Regions from separate parts of the Mus musculus genome. Here region 2 is linked to region 1. Evidence: chromatin contacts called from public HiChIP or PLAC-seq data. All regions are on one chromosome and are shown on one strand. Each heading gives the region's core, a stretch centred on a gene start, on an enhancer-like site or on the middle of the called end of the contact. The rest is flanking DNA. Distances are from core to core; before and after follow the strand shown. Region 1 holds the start of Lsg1 (large 60S subunit nuclear export GTPase 1). Region 2 has its middle 36 kb from the start of Gm33502.

The links. HiChIP or PLAC-seq counts read pairs in DNA pulled down with a chosen protein or histone mark.
Region 2: a contact with region 1 is called in a FOXA1 HiChIP or PLAC-seq map of pancreatic cancer cells. The contact joins the enhancer-like site here to the promoter of Lsg1 in region 1. A contact is called at or near these places in 18 of 39 promoter capture datasets (3T3-L1-derived adipocytes, the C10 cell line, the HPC-7 cell line and 9 more), 3 of 15 datasets of contacts at CTCF or cohesin (embryonic stem cells, large pre-B cells and stem cell-derived epiblast-like cells), 28 of 484 Hi-C or Micro-C datasets (B cells, adipose-derived mesenchymal stem cells, bone marrow-derived macrophages and 16 more), 25 of 115 datasets of contacts at active chromatin or transcription factors (the 230-238 cell line, the SCID.adh cell line, acute myeloid leukemia and 14 more) and 3 of 9 other capture datasets (adipose tissue, embryonic stem cells and pancreatic islet).

What each region holds. Positions count from the first base shown.
Region 1 is chr16:30,582,943-30,590,713 of GRCm38.p6, forward strand. Lsg1 (large 60S subunit nuclear export GTPase 1) reads right to left here and starts at 4,647. Exons shown (of 14, transcript NM_178069.5): 1 at 4,496-4,647; 2 at 2,612-2,738. The coding sequence starts at 4,594.
Region 2 is chr16:30,753,772-30,761,542 of GRCm38.p6, forward strand. No RefSeq gene overlaps it. Among named protein-coding and RNA genes, the nearest start is that of Gm33502, 36 kb to the right of the region's middle. Within about 2 kb of position 4,725, at least 11 of the 459 cell types and tissues checked have an H3K27ac peak or open chromatin away from gene starts, as enhancers often do. A contact at or near this core is called in pancreatic cancer cells, where this site is marked.

The sequences.
Region 1 (7,771 bases), core at 3,397-5,896:
CTCCCAAGTGCTGGGATTAAAGATTAAAGGCGTGCACACCCACTGCCTGGCTTTTGGTTTCTTTTTAAAAAGGTAGAAATAAGATATGTTTTCGTTTTAATCCCAGGTGGAGGGATTTGGAGCCCCGCAGCTGACTATGATCTGCCTCGTGCTCTAGCAGATGTGACTTTTGCCAGCTGCAGTTTCTGTGATTGTGTGATGTTTGGAATTCTGGGAATTTTTCAAAGGGTATATAAATGCTAGAGCCCTGATAGGTCGGATTGATGGCTGTTGGTCATTCAGAGGGATTGGTTGTGGTTTGTTAGTAATTGTGCTCATAGAAGAGATAAGAAAAAATTAGATTCAGATTTCTCTCCCCTTTCTCTCTTATTTAGTGGTGGGTGGTGAAAGAGGGCTGGGGGGGGGGGGGGATAAAGGGTGGGAAAATGAGGAACCCACGAAGTAGCTAAGACTGGCTAATGTGACCTCACTAGTATATATAATTGAAAAGGTGGAGCCTGTAGAAGCAGAGAATGAATGTGTTAGAGGAAGAAATAGGATGAAGGCCAATAGGAGTACAAGGTTTCAATGAGGCTTGAGAAGGAGTTCTAGACAGCTAATGACCAACATGGTGACCTTACCAAGGAATGCTGGACGTCCACTTGAAATTTACCAAGAGAGTGGACTGTGAATAATCTTACTACACACAAAAGAACCATGTGCAGTGATGGGCCGATCAGTCAGCTTGAAAGTCACTTCCAGTATACTGTGTGTATATATTAAAGTAGACTGTCTACTGTAACTTCATAGAGGTGGGTAGCATGACTACCCCCCCAAACCAAAAATTCCTAAGTCAAAACACTTCCCCCAAACAAAACCTACCAGAAAATGAAATCTGAAACTATGTCATTACTTGCCTAAAAACCTGTAGCGAACCTTTAATCTCCTACCCCTTGAAAGACAAGGCCTTGCCCTTTGGCTAGTGCCTTCTGTCAGGGCAGATCGATAGCTTTCCTGCTCCCCTGAAGACACCGCGGCCTGAAGGCATCCCAGGAGCTCCACTGCATACAGGGCAACTGGGACCTATCATGCCTGCCCTCCGAAAGGCCCAATAAGCAGCTGAAAGAGTCAGATGCAGATATTTACACCCAATCAATGAACAAAAGCTACTGACCCCTGTGGATGAGTTAGGGAAAAGCTGGAAGAAGCTGAGGTGGGCGACCCTATAGGAAGACCAGGAGTCTCAGTTAACCTGGACCCCCGGAATCTCTCAGACACTGAGCCACCAACCAGGAAGCATACACCAGCTGATATGAGGCCCCCAACACATATACAGCAGAGGACTGCTGGGTCTGGACTCAGTCAGAGAAGATGCACCTAACCCTTGAGAGACTTGGGACCCCAAGTAGGGAGGTTTGGTGGGGTGGAGGTGTGGAGACATCCTCTTGGAGGTGTATGTGTGTGTGTGTGTGTGTGGTGAGGGGAGATGTGGGATGTGGAACAGTCAGAGGGTGGACCGGGAGGAAAATAAAGTCTGGAGTGTAAAAAAATAAAAATAAAAAAGACAAGGCCTCACTTGTAGACCAGGCTAGTTTCAAATTCCCTGACATTCACCCACCTCTGCCTTCTGCACTGAGGTGAAAGGCATGGGCCACCATACTTAGCCTTCCCTTTTCTCCTCCTGGGAATATGGCCCTTGCCCATCCCTCAGTGTCTGTGCTCATTACAGCCTGTCCAACTAAACTGCACCAGCACAACCAAACTTGTGACAATTTTCTGAACAAAGAAGGCTGCCATTTCACATTGTGTCTGGATGTCTCTGCCTGCCTGTGTGTCTTTTTTGTGTGGAGAGAGGGCTTTGCAACTTAGCCTAAGCTGGGGATTATTTGTAGCCCAGGCTAGCCTCAAACTATGGCAGGTGCTGCACAGGTGCTGGGATCATAAGTGTGCGCCACTATGAACAGCTGTCTCTGTCCAATCACCTACTCATCACCCAATCTTGTCATACAGAAACTACTATGAGCCTGCTTAGGTCCACTGTTTCTTAGACTTCCTTCAAAACATGTAAGAGAATATTTTAAAAATTAATAAAATGCATCTTTGAACATTCTATGAGTAGCCAGCACAATGTATGAGAGTAACTGGTTCTAAATAAAAGTATTTGGAACAAATGAATGAATGACTTTCTAAGCATGACATTTATACTAGTAAGAGAAATAACATACCAGCATCTGTCAGCATCTGAGTTCTTAGAACACACTTACAACAGTGACTAAACACAAAGTGCCAGACAGCAGCAAGGATGTTTTGAACTCAATGATGAAATACAACCTTTGTTCTGTGTTTAAGCCAGGGTCTCACTATGTAACCTTGGCTGGCCTGGAATGGATGTAGACCAGGCTGGCCTGGAATTCATAGAGGATCCATCTGCTTCCGCTTCCACAGTGCTGGGATTAAAGGCATGTACCACCATGCCTGACATCTGAAGCGTTCTTTAGAGCTGAATTTAAAAACCAGTGTGGTCTTTGCCTTACACTCATGGAACTTTCCCATACTGCTTTTTGGATTCATATGAAGTAGGCAAGACGGCAGTGTGACCAGTGTCACAGGCACTAGGTAATAAACAACTCACCAGCCACAAACTCGGTCCCTGCAAGTTCTGCAGTTGCAAGAAAGTCCTCCAGGGAGCTCTGCTCTGTCACAGACTGAAGATTCAGACGACCCCAGTCATAGCCATCATTGAGTTCACTTGTATGCAGCTGTGAATAAACCCAGAGTGAAGAGTGAGGCAGCTCTCTTGTGGAAGCTCTTCGCATCCACACAGCTCTACCGTTGCTTGTACTGGCCTATGTTCTCAAAGTGGCTGGACTCTTCTAGAATGTACACAGGCAATACCTAATCCTAGCTAAGATGGGGGCACAGCTCAGCAGAACACTTGCCCGTTGCTGTCAACAGTGTCGATATCCAACAACGCAAAAAAACAAGATCAAATATTTAAATGAACAGTTTCTTACCTCAGCAAGGGCACGCCCCCTTTATTGAAGCGAATTTTATTGTGTCCTCATTTTACTATCAAGGAAACTGAGGTTTAAATAGGTAAAATAATTTACCTATTGTTCCAAACTAAGTACTGATGAAGAACTAGAACCCAGACTGTCTTGACTCGGCTGGCCAATTAAAAATATTTCATAGGGATCTATGAGAGAGAATATTTTAAAGCCAAGTGTGGTGGTGCATGCTGTCATCAAAGGAGCAGGAGTCTCAGAGACCACAAGTTTAAGGGCCATCGTGAACTGTGTAGAGATCTGTTTCCCCACTCCCCTTAGTCTCCTCTGCCCCAAATCCCAAGGGCTGGGAGACTGACTTGCCTGGAATGACCATTAAAAAAAGAGCTACCTGCTAATTGATTTCTCATACAACCCTGAGTTTGGACAGGCGGTGGTGGCGCACGCCTTTAATCCCAGCACTTGGGAGGCAGAGTCAGGCGGACTTCTGAGTTCGAGGCCAGCCTGGTCTACAGAGTGAGTTCTAGGACAGCCAGGGCTACACAGAGAAACCCTGTCTTGCAAAAAAAAACAAAACAAAACAAAAAACAAACAAAAAAACCCAAAAAACCAAAACAACCCTGAGTTTGATATATACCATCCCAAGTTATATGCTTACTACAGATACAAACATAGTTTTTTTTTTTTTAAACGAAATTAAGGATTAAAAGCTTAGGATTAACAAATATCAGGATATGAGTTAGAATTTCTTTAGATTAAAATTAAACCTCTCCACTATTTCCCGAAGGCCAGTACATTGAGAGTAGTATCAAAAGTCCAGACTTGAACACTGAGAAAGAAGCATGTGTGTCTTCCTCAGAGTTTGGAAATGGGACGATGTAACGGACACGCACCAGGGACAACTTCAGCACAGGATTTTAGTGAGGACTCGGAATGTCCTCAAATACTCTGCTGGGATTAATTTCTATACTTCATTTACTTTTTAAGGCTACCACGATCTTCCCTAAGCTTCTAGAGACAATGTCAATTTCTTACGATAAACCCCAAGGGGGCAAAACAAGGCAAAGCAGAGATCGCCTCTAACGGAACCATCTCTAGAGGATCGATTCTCTGGGCAACTAAAATCGGAAAGTTTAAAAGATCCAAGCATGGTGGCCACGGCTTGTAAACCCAGAACTCTCCAGGCACAGGCACGAGGAAGGCAGTCCTGAGCCAAACTTGGCTGCATACGGAGACTTTGTTTCAAAATTTTACGATAACAAGTTATCTTCTTTATAGAAATATCCAAGAGCGCCCGTGGCTTCTAGAGCATAACTCAAACACAGTGAAACATTCCAACACGATGGGTTCTTCCCATTTTCATTACACACTAGTCCTGTATCAAGCCTCTCTGCGCCCTGCTGGGGTCTGCTTCCAAACCCTGTTCAGGCGCGACTTCTGGCTCCAACTTTTGTAGCATGGAGGCACTCAGAACAAGACAGAAAGACTATGGAGAGCACAGATTTCCTTACCCAGGAGTCAGTATGACGGTGGCTGCGGCTTCGCTGAGTCTGCTGCCGGATAAGTACTCGGCCCAGGGACCCACCACCCGGCGCTCGTCTCCGACCCATAACCACGCATCAACAGCACAAACCACTGCTCAGCACGCGAGGCTTCCGGTTTCTCCGGCTGTGAACCCGGAAGTGATGTAAGAGCGAGCCTAAGTTGTCCAGTCCGGAAGTGTAACAGCGGGGTATTGAATGACTTGTTTCAGAATGATTTTGGTAGATCCCAAGTTTGACAATATTATAGAGAAGAAATGTAAAATTTTTTTCTCGGTGATTCCTTATGGCTACTCCTACGACTGTTTCCATTTTGATACACTGACCGATTTAAGAGAATGGTACATTCCAGACTTGTACTCCACTGTTTAAAGTCCGGCGGGAAATTGGGACAACTGGAAAATATGTCCGCTCAAGTTCACGGGACTAACTCCATCTTCCCCGCGGCTTCCGTCAGGAAGAGGAGGGGACTCCGGTGAAAGAAGAGTGCTTCTGTGGCTCTAGGTGGCAGAAGGTTCCCGATGCTGGTTTTTCTGCTCAGCAATTAAATCGATTTTTGTTTTCCTAGTATTCACTAGTTGCGGAGCAGGGAGAAAAATTCACACATGGGTGAGAGTTTAGAATGGGCAGTTAAAAAGCATTTTCAGAACTAGAAAGTGAAAGCCGGCGGCGTTGCGCTTCTGCTTTCTGGAGCAGAAAAAAAAAAGTTCACATGTTCCAGTGAGCATTGTATCAACATTTTTTATAATTAAAGTTAAAGCGAAAATAGTGATCTGGCTCCACTAATAGATATTCAATGCCCCAAACCAATCATCGGCTTTCCTCGTAATGTGTATATATAAAAAGTCAATTTAAGCCAGGCGTGGTGACACACACCTTTAATCCTAGCACTTGGGATACTGGATGGCAGATCTCCACAAAGAGAGCTCCAGGACAGTCAGGGCTACACAGTGAGACCCTTTCTAAAAAAGAAAAAAGAAATCAGTTTATAATCGACTGTGTTGAATAACATCCTCATTGGGGAGACCACGGTAACATGCTGCTTAGCCATGGAAGTAGTTTTCACCGGCTATAGATCAAAGACATGCTATGAGTTAGGAGTCTTGTTACACTTCCATTATTATTGAGAGTACTCGGTCATTGTTGCTAACTTGTTTGATTAATCTATGTATAATAAAATATTATAACTAAGTGGCACATAAACATGTATATATACACATATATGTGTATCTATGTATACGCACGCGCACACACACACATGCATGCCCACAATATTTTTACTTGTCAGTTAAAATAATTACGAAAAACATCAGGAAGGCACCTAGTCTGTTAACTTTTCTAACTTTAATGTGTACAGAAATTTCCCAGGAATAACCTTAACAGAATGACTGATTCATAAGTTCTGGGTGCTGTGTGTGTGTGTGTGTGTAACACGTTTCCAGGTAACAAGTAACAAGAGCAGCCCAGCCCGTTCTTTTCTGGTGCCGATGAAGACGCTGCAGTGGACTAGTTAGCAGCCAGCAGAACTGGGACCACACCGCTCACCCATTTCTGACTCTTTGCCCACTTCCTTTTTGTGTGCCATACCTCCACTAGACTCTTGCTTAATTGGAGTGAATTTTGTGGAGCTCCCAAAGGAATGACAAAGTCGGTGGCAGTTGGAAAGTCTTTGGGACGGCAGTGCTCACAAACCAGAGAAGGAATGGACGAGAACATGAATTCTCTGTTTCCCAGCATAGAAGCACGACTGTAAAATCTCTGAACACACTCTCCAGGAGGAAGATAGAGAGAAGATACACAAATAGAATTAGAGACAGCATCTGTTTTTGTTTTTTTTTTTTTATGCAAGAGCAAGAGAAATTTTATTTAATCCAGCATGCAGGGGTCACCCTGCATATAGGGAGAGAGCGACCGCATCTGGCACTGTTAAAGTTAACCCTAACTCAAGGAAATGAAGAGGGTTATGCATTTTAATAATGGCAACACTAATAGAGAGTTTAGAGAAAATGGCCATCTCATTACTAGAGTAACCATTCAACCAGTAACTCAAGGCTTCACCTTAGTTTCCTTTTCCAGAGCATTTGAAAAAGGAAACCCTCTTGGCTGGTTGGTTAGTTAGTTAGTTTGTTTAAGACAGACTCATATCCCTCGTCCCATACGGTTTCTCTGTGTAGTCCTAGCTGTTCTGGAATTCACTCTGTAGACCAGGTTTGCCTAACTCAGAGAAATCTGCCTGCCTCTGCTCCTCAGATGCTGGGACTAAAGGTATGCACCACCAGCTCTGTGCTCAAAATGAAAATTTAATCAAAATTTTTTTGGGAGTGTCAAAAGAGCACCAACATGGTAAGATTAATAGTAACTATTCCAAGCTGCCAACTAAGGCACAACCTATTTAAATATTTTCTCACAACACAATACTCAAAGAAGTGAGCCTCAGTTTTCTTATCTGGCTAATAGGAATATGAATAGTGGTCATGCCTTTAATGTAGTAAATGCCTTTAATCCCAGTATTTGGGAGGCAGACAGAGGCCAATCTCAGTGAGTTTGAGGACAGCCTGCATAGAGAACCCCAGGCCAACCAGGGCTATATCATAAGACCCTGTTTCAGAACAAAACAAACAGAATGATCATCAAAATTTTTGTCCTACAAATGTAACAAACACAATAATTCTGCAAGACCATTGTCCAGTAGTTTGTGGAGATACCCGTTTTTCTTCTGCCCCACCCCACCCACACACACCCTGACTGAGCCATATACGTGAGAACCCAGCTAGATAATTGTTCATGGAGAAGGGCAAAGAGGTAAGCAACTGAGGGAGCTGATGAGGCAAGAGCATAGGACCCAGATTCGAAAGAGGAGTGCAAGTGAGGATCATGGTGATGAAGGATTGAATAAAGGGCTGGATGCTGCCAGAAGGAGGGGGATGTGTGGATGAATCAGCCAGGTCCCTGCCCTCTGACTGCAGGAGCTATTCCACCCACACACTGTAGGGCGCAACATAGCCCAGCCAAACTCCTGCCATTGCTTTGTCATGCCATCTGAAAAGCTCATCTACCAGACCTCCACCGGAATACTCCCAATTCCCAGAGCTAAGCTCTTCCATGGAAACCAGGATTTCCCGAGAAACTGATTCCTGGGGGGTGGGGTGGTGGTGGTGGTGGGGAGGCTGCATTGGTTTGGGGTTTGGAAGCCTGTATCAACCTTCCAAATAGCAGCACAGGGAGAGTGGCTCACCCATGATGTTG
Region 2 (7,771 bases), core at 3,475-5,974, 170 kb after region 1:
TATAAGAGTTGCCTTGGCCATGGTGTCTTTTCTTAGCAATGGGAACTCTAAGACAGGGCTCAATGGCAGAGTTGGAATATCCTGCAAGGCTGTGGCAGAGCCCCAGCAAGTCCCCAGATGTTGCCCAGGTAAGAACAGACGCAAGAGTGAACCTGCAATAGCGGTGACAGCGATGGGTGCTTCCAGCCTGAGGTGGGGCTGTGTTGTGCTCAGAGATCATTTCTTGGCACCATAAGTGACTTCTGCTCCAGACTCTGTTGATAATCATGTTTCTACGTCTTGCCTTCCCCATCTATAAGGGCAGAAATGACAATGGGGTACTTGGATGGTCCCTAGTATTAGAAGGTTCACATGGGGTTACATCTCAGAACAGTTCACCGAGCACAGTGTTAGCATTCTCCTTGGAACATAAAGCCCAGCAGGAGAAGGCAGAGGGGAAGAATACAGATCTTAAAAGGAGCTTGTAAGTCTGGATCATACAGCCCCAAATAAGAGTGAGGGGACCATGCGTCAGCCCCTCAGCCTGAGACACGATTATATAACAAAGGTAACAGCACACACACTTTGCAGGCCAAAGCCCCTGATTTCCCTGACTCTCAGCTGGAGCCGCCCTTCAGAATGCCATAAACTCTTTCTCGTTAAGAGGAATTAAGTGCCAAAGTGTAACTGAACACACTGAAGGGCCCAATATGGAGCTCTTTGTAATCTGCACCGGCTTCCTGCTTTGTGCCGTGGAAGGAGGAAGAGAAGGAATGAGAGGAGGAAGAGGCAAGGGAGAAAGGGACGAAGAAAGGGAAAAGGGAGGAAGTGATACTCTGTGCCTAAGAGAAGGAGCCATACGTGAGTTTCAAATACTAAGTGGATCACTACATAGTAGTGAGTATCAGATTGAGTGCTAAAGTGTGTGTGTGTGTGTGTGTGTGTGTGTGTGTGTGTGTGTGTGTGAGTGAATAAGGCAGGGAATGGACACCGTAAGCAATAAAATTAATCTGATTCAACTACTGCCTTCAGACGGTTCCCGTAACCTTAGGGGAAGAGAAAACATGAAAAGACACTGCTCTAAGCTGACTGAGAAAGACTCAATTCGCCTATATCTTAGACACACCTCGCTTCGCCTCGCCTCACACCAGAAAGGACTGGAACATAAACTACATGAAAGTCCATGATGGAATAATAGAAAGAAGAGGAAAGGCCAGGTGTATAACCTGGGACTGGGGGGGGTCGAACTAACACATGTGCTGGGCTTAACCATGAACTCAGCCTGATGCCTCAACTCGTGGGAAAGAGCTGGTCCTGGGCCCATTAAAGAAGAGTCCACCAGTGGCTCAGCACTAACTTGTGCACTCATCATGATAAACCTAGTTAAGGACATTGTGTGGTGAAAGAGTGATGTCTTCCTTCCATCTTGCCAGCAAGTATCCACCCAGAGGGATTTGCTACAGTGCATCCCAGTGCAGGCTGAGAGCTTCTACCCGACTGTTTATATCCTCTGTGTGTGTGCGTGTGTGTGTGTGTGTGTGTGTGTGTGTGTGTGTGTTGCTGTATGTTTCTGTGTGCATGGCTGTGTGTTTCTGTGTGTCTCTCTGTATGTGTGTCTATGGGTGTATGTTTTGTATGTCAGCATGTGTTCATGTTTGTTTGAGTCTGTGAGTCTGAGTCTGTGTATATGAGTCTCTGTGTGTTTGTCTGTCTGTCTTTCTCTGTGTTTCTGTATATCTGTATGTGTATATGCCTGTGTGTGTCTATGTGTACATGTTTCTGTATGTCTCTGTGTGTTCCTGTCTACGTCTGAGTTTGTGTGTGTCTGAGTCTATGTGCCTGTGTGTACATGTGTCTCTGTATGCACCTATGTGTGTATGTGTCTATGGATGTGTTGGCATCTGTGTACATGTGTGTGGGTAGGGTAGGTGGGAGTGTATGTTTCTGTATGTTTGTGCATGTTCATCCATGTGTGTGTATGTGTTGGTACCTATGTAATCTATGTATGTGTCTGTGTGTACTCTCTCTCTCTCTCTCTCTCTCTCTCTGTGTGTGTGTGTGTGTGTGTAGCACACATGGCATTAGACTAGGGCACCGATCCTCTGAAAGGGAGCTGATGGGCAATCTATTCTATGCGGAGAGAAAAGGAATTTCCTTTGGGAAAGTGAAAGGGACTTTGCACAGTGGGTGAGGTTGTACAGGGCAAAGAGAAAAGGGTGTTAGGTTATGTAAGATGGCCCTCTTTGTGTTCCAGGCAGAGACCCAGCTTCTCTACAGGAATGGTCTAGGCTTTTGCTCATGTGGCCAGTGGGGGATAGAATCCACCTCAAGGAAATTTGGTGACTGTGGAAGGGAAAAAATCAGGGATAGTGGTAGGGCAACAGTAGACCCTGGGATGATTCTGTTCCTCTGGGCATACTTGGTAATGTCTGGAGACACTCTTGGTCAACTTCGGTTGGTAAGTTCAACCTTTGGCTACTTTGGACTGTCATTAAAGAAGAGGCGATTAATGCTCAGAGACAGTAAATTCTGGTTCAAACTCAGTTTCAAGCTGTGGTGTTTGGTTCTTAGTGGTGATGGTGAAGCAGCTGGCCAAGGTTTTGGCTATACCATTTTGCACTCTTCCATTTTGGTTTGAAAAGCTGGAGTCAGTTCTCGTTCCATACAGGGACCCATTACTGCCAGATTCTGTGGTCCTGGCTTCATTTTGCTTTGAGCCTCAGCTCTTCTGTCTGCCCATAGACTCTGCAGGTCACTTTTCAAAGGATCCCAGGTATGTGATCTCTTCCCGGAAGCCATGTTAGCCCCAGCTATCTGTCTTTTAAACATCTCTGCTTGATTCTGGGAACCATGGCTATGAGTAAATTTGTTATCAAGATCACTGCAGCATTCAGGAACCCTACACTTAGGGATGGTAGCCTGGGTATAAAGAAGGAACTACAAACAGAGTTTGCCACGTGCAGGGACTGCTGGGGCACCTCTCTGGCCTCCTGAGGGACAACTAGTAAGACAGGGCTCCTTTGGCACCAAGGAGCTACAAGGCTCATTGCTGGAGCTTTCCAGCCCCTTTTCAAGCTGTTCTGTGAGGTTGGTGGACCTATTGTTCCTTGGAGCAGATCGAATCATGTTTCTTGTGGGCGCTAAGGCCTGGCACGCAGCCACTGACTGTGGAAGGCAATGCGGAGCTGAGTACCTCCTTGGTGGTGATACAGGCAGGGAAGACCAAATAGGAAAGACAACTCCTGCCATTCCTAGCAGGGGCCTGAGGGCACCACTTCAGGCTATGTACCCTGTCTAAAAGGAGGGGGAGATCCCTTCCTTCTGGCCAGATAGAGCATCAGCTCTAAGCTTTAAGCAAGCAACCTGACAGATCTTTGTTTCCTTCCCCTAAGTAGCTAGTACATTCTACTACTGGACCAAGGAGTGGGGAAACTAGCAGGAGTCTCTAGACTCCTCCCCAGACATGGAAGCCCTTGCTGAGGAGTGGGGGTGGGGGGTGAGCATGGCTCTCTTGGCAATGGTTCTTGGGGTCTCTTCCCTCACAGCTTCTCATTGTAGCCTGTGGCACAGCTGACATCATAACATGCCCCTAATGAGTTCCCTTCGTTTGCTTCTCTCATGGCTTCATCCCGTTGTTGAGATGATTAGAGGTGGCTTCTCTTCCCTTCCAGGAACACCCAAGGAAGGGAAATGGTTGTAGAATTTGGGAATACAGAGCTCTTAGTGTTTGTACAAATTTATCCGTCTCTTTGTTAACCGCCTTGGTGTCACGGGAAGAGAGGTGAGGCTTCCTAGCTGCACATCACACTAACAATGTCTGCTTTTGCATCCTACCCTGGAACCTCCTGGCATCAGTGTTGGTCTAGAACGTGAGGGACAAATGGGACGTTATTTTTTTCTAAGCAGCCATCTGCCTCCAGACCTGCTGGCTGAATTCATCCCCTCTTGGCTGATTTCAAGAGTCACCTTCATAATCAAAGAACATTCTTCTGTGTTGTTGGACTTCATTATTTTACCCCATTGATCCGTTTCTTTGTTTTGGCATCATTTGCTCTGGGAAGATTTATGAAGTCAAAGCAAACATAACTGATTTGATTAGCCAGTGCCTCTGTGAGGCTTTACAAAAGGAAACCCACCTGATGCTGGGAATGTGGCTGGAGCTGGTGAGGGGCAGGGTAGCTTGTTGCAGTGGGGGAGGGGGGGAAGGGCAACTACTGGCCACTGTGTAGTGATCCTCACCTGTCTCCCACAGTGGGAAGCCAAACACAATCATGTTGGATGGAGACAGAGGAGGCCATCTCGTTCTCCTGTTAGCCTCTTTCCTTCCCAGCTCTGAGACTGGACTTGAGAAATAGAGCGAGGACCTGCCGGCAGACCTTGGCTGGGAACACAGAAGCTCAGTCTGTAAGCGGTTCACTGAGCCATTTCTTGTAGGGAACCCAGTTTTGAACCTTTTCTCTCTCAGCTGATCAGTGACCTTTGCCCTAGCACCCCTCCCTCTGGTCTCTTCTTCCTCTAATTAACAGGACACATCTGGGCCGGGTTCTCTCCTCTCGTGTGTTGGAATCCCATGAAGTGCCACAGCACCTGATGTCCAGGTCTTTTCTACTCTGGCAGCATCTGAATTATTTTCCTGTCAGCCTACCAAATAAGCTACAACCAGATGGACAGATATTTACTGTGTCCTGTGGGTTTTCCCTTTCTCTTCCTGGAGCCACCAAACCACACCCATTCTTTAAAGACTACTAGTCCAAAGGTTAACGAAGTTTTCTAGATTCCAGAAAGATTGAATCAGTTGTCCAGTTTGCTATTCCTCTCCATGCCCACGTTAGTCAGCTTCCTGTCGCTATAACAAAATGATCCAAAACATTATATAAAAGAAATGGTTTGCTCGGCTCCCAGTTTTGAGTGTTCTAGTTCTGTGTGCTCAGCCCCCATTGCTTTGGGTCCATGCAAGATAACAGTTGGGGGCAAGCATGGCAGTGACATCAAAAGTTGGAGCAAAGTGGGAAAAGAACAGAGAAGCTCACAAATACGCTCTGTGGGAGACATGGGCCCATGGGCCATTGGGAGATCGTCAACAGCCAAGCTGTAACAGTGCTAAACCAGAAGACTCGTCTCTTTCCTTCGGATGCCCCGCTTCCTTGGAGACTCTATTTTTCATGTCTTTGCCTCATTTCTGGCTTTCCCTGGGTCTGTGCACTCTTTCTTACCAATGTTGTACCTTTCATAATCTCACAGCTGGACCCTCCATGGCCGCTGAGAGCTGAGCGGCCAGTAAAACACACAGTGCTTTCTAAATAACACAGGATGAATGAACAGATGGGAGATTTCTCCCTCCACTCTTACTACGTCTCGTGAATTGGGAGAGGGTGTAGCTCAAGGTTGCTGAAGGACTAACAACCTCACCAAAACAAGGCTATGGGTTTTGGAGCGACGGGGTTGGTGTTGGGAAGTGGAACATGCAGCCCTATTTTCAAAAGAAGAGGTGGGTATGCTCTGAAAACAATGTCAGGAGGGAATGCGGTATGTTTTAGACAGTTGTAGGCTTTACTGTTAGAAGATGTGTCAGGGTGTTTAGCATAGTTTTATGAAGGATGGGTGGTAATGCTGAAATTACTGCTTTCCTTACATCACGCAGTCCTCACAATGACTATGAAGAATTCGTCCTATTAGTAAAGTCATTCTATAGATATGACTAACATTCAGAAAGGTGAAATTGCCCCCAAACTGTGTAGCTCTCTAGCAGGGTTTGATCCTAGGCCTTCTCTTCCTGAAGGTGGTCATCAAACCTGTCACAAGGGCCTAACCCAAAGTTTAGGACACGCTGAGTGTTTCGTTTCACTCGCCCAGATTCTGTGTCAGCAATGCCACACACCTCAGACGGCACTAATGGGATTGTTCTGCCTGGAGCCAAGGGAGAACCAGTCCTGTGAGACTGTGAGAGCCGAGCAGCTAGTGTCTGGGACACCTGGCTCAGAAGGCTGGCTGAGCAAGCAGGGTTAGCGTCTGACTCCATTGCTTTCTGCCACCTTCTTGAGTGGACCACCTGTAAACTGTGGATAACAGCAGACACTTCATATTGCTGATGAGACGGGGTCATTGTGAACTTAGCAGGTCACGTGGAGACTGGTACTAGGGCCTGCTCAGCAAGCGTTGGTCTCATTGTCTCTGGCTGCAGATGTAAAAGGGTGTGTGTGTGACAACGGGGAGCTTGTTCAAACAGAGGCCTCCAAGAGAGCACCTAATGTTGTTCTTGAGGAATCTGACCTGGAGCTATTCAGCTTGGAATACATTTAAAGCTCGAAACCCTGGAGCAACAGGGGCCTCTGAGCCTAATATCAGACAGCTCCTTCTGAGACTGCCTGGGACCCATAAACTTTGTAGATTCCTCGTTTCCCTTGAGCACTAGCATGGATTGTTCTGTGTGATGTTTCACAAAACTGCAAAGGTCTGGAAGTCAATTATCTTGGGCCGAGCCTGGTGGCACAAGCCTTTAATGTCAGCACTGGGGAAGCAGAAGCAGGTAGATTCCTGTGAGATTGAGGTCAGCCTGCTCTACATACTGAGTTCCAGGACAGTGGCATGTAGAGAGATCCTGTCTCAAAAACACAAAATTAAAAACTCTCTATAGCCTTAGCCTTTGTAATTGTAATGTCTCCGGTTCAGTATGTTCCCTACAGGCCCAAGGGTTTGAACATTTGTTCTTCAGGTGGTGGTATTGATGTGTAAGGTTGTGGAACCTTGAAGAGGATGTGGGCCAATGAGGTGAGGTCTTCAGGGTTGTAGCCCAGCCTCCTGGTTCTAGCTCACTGCTTCCTGATGGCCGTCATGTTCAGAAGCCGCTATGTTAAAATCTACCCTGTATCTTCTCTACTGTGATAGACTGATGCATCCTTTGAACTGTGAGCCAGAGTTAAGCTGCTTCTGTTGGTTGGTATCAAGAACCAGCTTAAGAGACTCCCTCTGAACCCAGTGACATCACCCATGGGCTACTTGCTCTTCACCCCTACCACCCCCACCCCACCCCCAACACACACACACACACACACACACAATAAACCTCTGCCACATGGAACCACATTGGCCTGGAATAGTCTGTCCGGACTCAAGCCTCGATTCCAACACAACAGCTTCTACCAGATATTAGGGCACAGTGACAAGAAAGGTAACTAATAAAACAAAGCAAAGCAAAACAAAACAAAACAAAAAAACAAAACAAAACAAAACAAAACAAAACATAATGTTGAGTTCAAAGGACCAGACCTCAAACTCAGAGAAGCTCTCTTGGTGCTGTTAACTGCCATGTTTGACAGCTTTAGGAGTGTCCCAGCTCTCTGGTGGCCTCGCAGGACTAAGAGGTGCACACCCATTCTCCATGTGGACCAGTTGCCCTGTTCATACTCATTGAGAGCATCCCTCCCTCTGGATCCTCTCCCAGAATCCATCACCATATAACTGGAGGGAGGAACAGTACCTACATCTATACCCCCTCCACCTTGGTGAAGCCATCGTGAGCATGAACTTGCAGAACTATTAGCATACTCAAGACATCGGGGAGGGCTACGTGGGTGGCCCTTCTCCTGACACCAGTCAGCACCTATCTGGCAAAGAAAGACAAACAGACTGGACAAGCACATTTGGGGAGCTCTGGCAGGGCCTCACACAGCAGCTGCTGATCTCCACAGTGCTGCAGGCAGCCTCCCAGCCTCAGTAAACCCTCAGAGACACAACACACCCCCATGCCGTTCAGTGGCTCTGCGTTTACAGCTTCACACCCTTCTGCCAAACT